Regions from separate parts of the Sus scrofa genome. Here region 2 is linked to region 1. The links are chromatin contacts, called in public Hi-C maps. All regions are on one chromosome and are shown on one strand. The core of a region is the stretch at or near the end of the contact, and the rest is flanking DNA. Distances in the headings are between cores, read along the strand shown.

Region 1 (2,700 bases), core at 141-2,640:
GTGGCCTGATTCCTCTTGCTGGCCCAGGGCCCTCACAAAGGGGAGGGGAGACTAAGACCTGGCTGCCCATCAGCCTCTGCCAGGCAACCCACCTCTACTGGCTCCCTGCTCTAGGAGACTCCTCAGGAGGTCCTGATGGACCCAGATTGGAGGGCAAGAAAGAGCCTGCTCATCCATGAACCCACCTGGTGAGGGCGGGTCTGGGGGCTCATCCTGGGTGAGACCCGAAGGGAGAAAAACTGAGTGTGGAGCAGAGGTTGGAGCATCAACCTGGTGAGATGCTTTTAGAAGGGAAACTGCACTCCCGCCCACCCGGTACCACAAGATTCCCATGGTGACCAGACGAGCCCCTCCCTCCAAGTGGGCGAAGCCCCAAAACTCTGCCTAAATGGTACAGAAGCCCTCCTTCCCTCCAAGAGGAGGGGGATGGGCCTGGGAGGGAGGGAAAGTAGAGGAGGGGCTTGAGAAACCAGACGCGGCCCAAGTCTGCAAAGGTCGGTGGGCTGGCTCGGAGACACTCCCCCACCCCCGGCCCCCGCCCGATTGGGACTCCAACGCTTGGGAGCACTGAGCCCCTGTATGGAACCCTAGGTTCAGAAGCCAGCATCGGGCTACTGGTGCCTCTTTGGGCTGGAACTGGGGTGGGAGTCACTGCTGGGGAGGTGGGAGCGTGGAGCCAGGCCTGGCGGCGGAGGGACCAGGTCCCCGCTCACTTCCTCCCTCCAGAATCCGACCCACCCCCCCTCGCTCTCAGGCAGAACGAGGGCACGGACGCTCGGGGCCTGTGACGTGGGGAACCGGGTTCCCATCACTCCCAGAGGGCGGCCCTGGGGTGTCAGGGGCCGGGTGTGTTCCGGCATCTCACACACAGTCCCGGGGGATCTGGGGTCACGCTGCTGGAGGCCACACATTCGGCCTCCAGGTGTCCGCGTGACACTCCCAACAGGAGCTTCTGAACGTCGAGGCCCTACCTGGCGAGCCGGCGTGAGGGTACCGTCCACGTCAAACAGGCAGAGGACGCGCTCCTTCCTACGGGCGCCCTCAGCGGTGACCGCCATGGTTGCAGCTCAGCTCACGGAGCTGAGTCGAAGGATGCGGCCGCCGGAGCCGCGTGGGGAAGACGCTAGACAGGGCGGGGCCTGGGAGGGGCGGGGCCATCCGGACGGCGCCCAGAGAAGAGGGGGAGGGGCCAGGGCACGTTCTCCCGGGGTACCGGGCAGGGGTGGGGCCTGAGCTCACTCGGGAGGTTAATTCTGATGGTACCAGGCGGAGAAGGGGCGTAGCATAGGGCGGAGCAAAGCCCGGCAGGGTCCTTCGGATTTTTGCAAACCAGATGGAGGCTGGGCCTGGGCCCGGGTCTGACTTGGGTCCGGCGGGAAGTGAGGGAAAGAACCCGGAAGGGAGGGGCGGGGCCAGGGCTGGCCCTTGGCGGGGTGATTCTGATTGCAACTGGCCGAGGAGGGGCTGGACTAGGGCGGAGCCTCGAGCGGCAGTGCAGAGTCCGGGGTGGGAGTGGGGAGATCCGGGGGAGTGTGTGTGTGTAGGGGGGGGCCACCCTCCCACAACTCTCCCCGCTGCCAGTCAATCTAGGACTCGCCCGGTCACTAATGCCTTTGACCTACAAATCATGAGCTTAAAGAAATCCGCTGATGGCCTTTGCTCAGCCTCTGGGGTTTGCCAGATGACCTTCTCCGACCCTTACTCCTGCTGTCATTCTGTCCACTCCATAAAGCACAGCTAATGGTTTACCTGGACTCCTCTCTATTCACAACTATTTAACCATCACCTTGACTTTGGAGTCAGTTCTAAATAGTCTTCCCAGCTTCACCAACCACGTGAGTTTGGACAAGTCCCTTCACCTCTCTAAGACTTCTTTACCTGTTTCCCTCTGTAAAATGGGAAAAACACCACCTACTTTGTAGGGTTGCTTTGCACTTCAAAAGAAGTAATAGAAGTTCCCATTGTGGCTCAGCTGGTTTCAAAGAGACCAGTATCCAAAAGCAGGCGGGTTCCACCCTTGGCCTCGCTCCATGGATTAAGGATCTGGCGGTTGCCATGAGCTGTGGTGTAGGTCGCAGAGGCGACTTGGATCCCAAGTTGCTGTGGCTGTGGCCTAGTCCGGCAGTTGCAGCTCCTATTCAATCCCCAGTCTAGGAACTTCCATTTGCCACAGATGTGGTGCTAAAAAGAAAAAAAAGAAAAAGAAAAGAAAGAAAAGATCCCACAGAGCAGGCCCTCTCCAAAGAATGTGTATAAATGTGCTTGATACTGTTACTGATTAAACAGCTATTGCATGTCCACTCTTAAAAATGTGCAGACCCTGGAGTTCCTGTCGTGGTTCAGAGGTTAACAAACCCGACTAGTATCCGTGAGGACTCAGGTTTGACCGCTGACCTCGCTCACTGGGTTAAGGATCCGGCATTGCCTTGAGCTGTGGCATAGGTCGCAGATGCAGCTCATATCCCGCGGAGCTGTGGCTGTGGTCTAGGTCAGCAGCTGTAGCTCTGATTTGACCCCTAGCCTGGGAACCTCCATATGCCAGTGGGTGCGGCCCTAAAAAACAAACAAACAAACAAAAAATGTGCAGACCCTTTGAGCCAGCAATTCAGCTTTTAGAAAATAAGAAAAGGATGGAGTCCCCTGGTGGCTCAGTAGGTTAAGGATTCGGTGTTGTCACTGCTGTGGCTCTGGTCACTGGCC
Region 2 (2,700 bases), core at 190-2,689, 35 kb before region 1:
CGGCAACTCCACGACGGCCTTTTTTTCAAGCCCAGTTTTTCTTTTGATTCCCTCCAACATTCTTGTGGGGTAAGGATTACCCCTATCCCATGCACAGGTGAAGAAACCGAGCTCTGAGACGTTAGGCTACTTGCCCAAGGCCGAGGCTTGGCACCGACAGGCCGAAAGCGGGCAAGTAAGCAGCGCTGGGCCCTCTCCGGCCAAGGCCGGCCAGCGACCCCATGGACCCAGTCAGTACCTTGTTGGCCAATTTCTTGTTCAGCTCCTCGGCAATAGAGTCGTTGAGCTTCCTCTCAAACTGCCACGGGGGTATCCGCACGGTGTCAACCATCTCCACCAGGACAAACATCCCGCCTGCGCGGGGGACTCTGGGAACGCGAGTGTCAGTCACGCACAGACACCTGGGGCGGCGGGGATGCCGGGGCCCGCTCTGTCGGTCCCAGTCGCTGACGGGGCGGCGGGGATGCCGGAGCCCGCTCTGTCGGTCCCAGTCCCGGAGCCCCCCAGGTCGGCAACGGAGCTGGAAGCCGGGGCCTAGGGTATCTCCGTAAGGGGCGTGCTCCTCTACTGCAAGCAGAGGAAGCTGAGGCTCCACGGGGAGGACCTCCTGGTCGCGCGGGAGGGGCGCGCAGCCCAGTCAAGCCACACACACCACGCACTACGCACCACGTGCCTCCGCCACGCACCGCGGACCCACGCCAGCAGCACTACTACGGACGATAGTCCAAATCCGGTAGCTTCCGGGAGACCGACCAATAAGAAGCTTCGGTCCGCCCCGTCGCGAGGCGGGGCTACGTACCGGTCTGCTCGGGACGGGGCCACCCCTTCCGCCTGCGTGGAATCGTCAATCCCAGGCAACGCTTTCAGGTTGCTAGGCGACCTCTGTGCCACCGGGCCATCTCTGCTTGACCTGTGCAGTACTCTCCTGGCTCAGGCCTACCTCGACGCTGCAGCCGGCCCTTCCAAATGCAAACACAGTATGCCTAGACCCTTCAATACTCTGGAATCGGGGACACTGGGCTGGAAAGGAGCAGGCGAGACCTTTATAGGATGATAGAAATGTTCTGTATCTTCTTTTTGCCGGTGGTTACACAGGTGTAGACAGTTGTCAAAACTCGTCGACCTCAAGACTTAAGATCTTTGCATTTACTTGTAATTCAGATTACATCTCAATTGAAAAGGGATAATAAATTGGGACAAAAAAAAAACAACCAAAAACCAAAAAACCCTTACTGATTTACTTTTGAATTAGCAATAAGGTCCAAAATCTTTATCATAGCTCACAAGGCCCTGCGTGGTCTTGTCATTGTCCACTCCTCCAGCCCTGGTTTGTTCTGTCTCACCACATTCCAGTCTCACTCATCTTCATGTGATAGCTAACATGGGCTTGGACTAAAAGAATTTCATACCTTGGAGTTCCCGTTGTGGCGCAGTGGTTAACGAATCCGACTAGGAACCATGAGATTGCGGGTTCGATCCTTGGCCTTGCTCAGTGGGTTTAGGATCTGGCGTTGCCGTGAGCTGTGGTGTAGGTTGCAGATGCGGCTCGGATCCAGCGTTGCTGTGGCTGTGGTGTAGGATGGCGGCTACAGCTCCAATTAGACCCCTAGCCTGGGAACCTCCATATGCTGCGAGAGCGGCCCAAGAAATGGCAAAAAGACAAAAAAAAAAAAAAAAGAATTCCATACCTTGTCTAAGGCCATGGGCTGCTAAGTGGTAGAAGTGGGCCCCATACAAATCTGTACAGTACACAGCCTTCGTGGAAATACACTGCGGGGGGGGGGTGTTCCTTGTCTGTTTGGTTTTGGCCATGCCTGTGGCATGTGAAAGTTCCCTGGGTCAGAGATGGAACCCAAGCCACAGCAGCTATCCCAGCCACTGCAGTGACAATGCCAGATCCTTAACCCACTGCCCTACAAGTGAACTCTACACTGCAGTGTCTTGTTTTGTCATTTCTTTTCTTTCTTTTTTTTTTTTTTTTTTGTCTTTTTGCTATTTCTTGGGCCGCGCCCGCGGCATATGGAGGTTCCCAGGCTAGGGGTTGAATCGGAGCTGTAGCCACCGGCCTACACCAGAGCCACAGCAACGCGGGATCCGAGCCACGTCTTCGACCTACACCACAGCTCACGGCAACGCCAGACCCTTAACCCACTGAGCAAGGGCAGGGACCGAACCCGCAACCTCATGGTTCCTAGTCGGATTCGTTAACCACTGCACCACGACGGGAACTCCTGTTTTGTCATTTCTTACTGCAGTATAGTTTTTGTTTGTTTGTTTGCTTTTTACGGCCACAACCCTGGCATATAGAAGTACCCATTCTAGGCATCTAATTGGAGCTACAGTTGCCGGCCTATGCCACAACCACAACAATGCAGAATCTGAGCCGTGTCTGCAGCCTACACCACAGCTCACGGCAACGCCAGATCCTTAACCACTGAGTGAGGTCAGGGATCGAACCGGCAACCTCATGGTTACCAGTTAGATTTGTTTCCGCTGTGCCACAACAGGAACTCCCATTGCAGTGTAGTTGATTTTCCATATTGTGTTAATTTCTGCTGCACAGCAAAGTGATTCAGTTATAAACACACATTCTTTTTAAAATATACTTTTCCTATGGTTTATCATAGGATATTGAATATAGCTCCCTGTTGTTTATCCATTCTATGTATAATAGCTTACATTTGCTAACCCCAACCTCCT

The links. Hi-C and Micro-C count contacts between places; a contact is called where the count stands out from the background.
Region 2: a Hi-C map of subcutaneous adipose tissue shows a contact between it and region 1, with 1.6 times the contacts expected there. The contact joins the promoter of POLR3H here to the promoter of PMM1 in region 1. A contact is called at or near these places in 14 of 47 Hi-C or Micro-C datasets (alveolar macrophages, blood, embryonic fibroblasts and 7 more) and 2 of 2 datasets of contacts at active chromatin or transcription factors (alveolar macrophages and skeletal muscle).

Annotation. Positions count from the first base shown.
Region 1 is chr5:6,963,689-6,966,388 of Sscrofa11.1, reverse strand. PMM1 (phosphomannomutase 1) reads right to left here and starts at 1,390. Exons shown (of 8, transcript NM_001184895.1): 1 at 972-1,390. The coding sequence starts at 1,058.
Region 2 is chr5:6,998,429-7,001,128 of Sscrofa11.1, reverse strand. It overlaps POLR3H (DNA-directed RNA polymerase III subunit RPC8), which reads right to left and starts at 1,439. Exons shown (of 6, transcript XM_001929133.5): 1 at 239-1,439. The coding sequence starts at 349.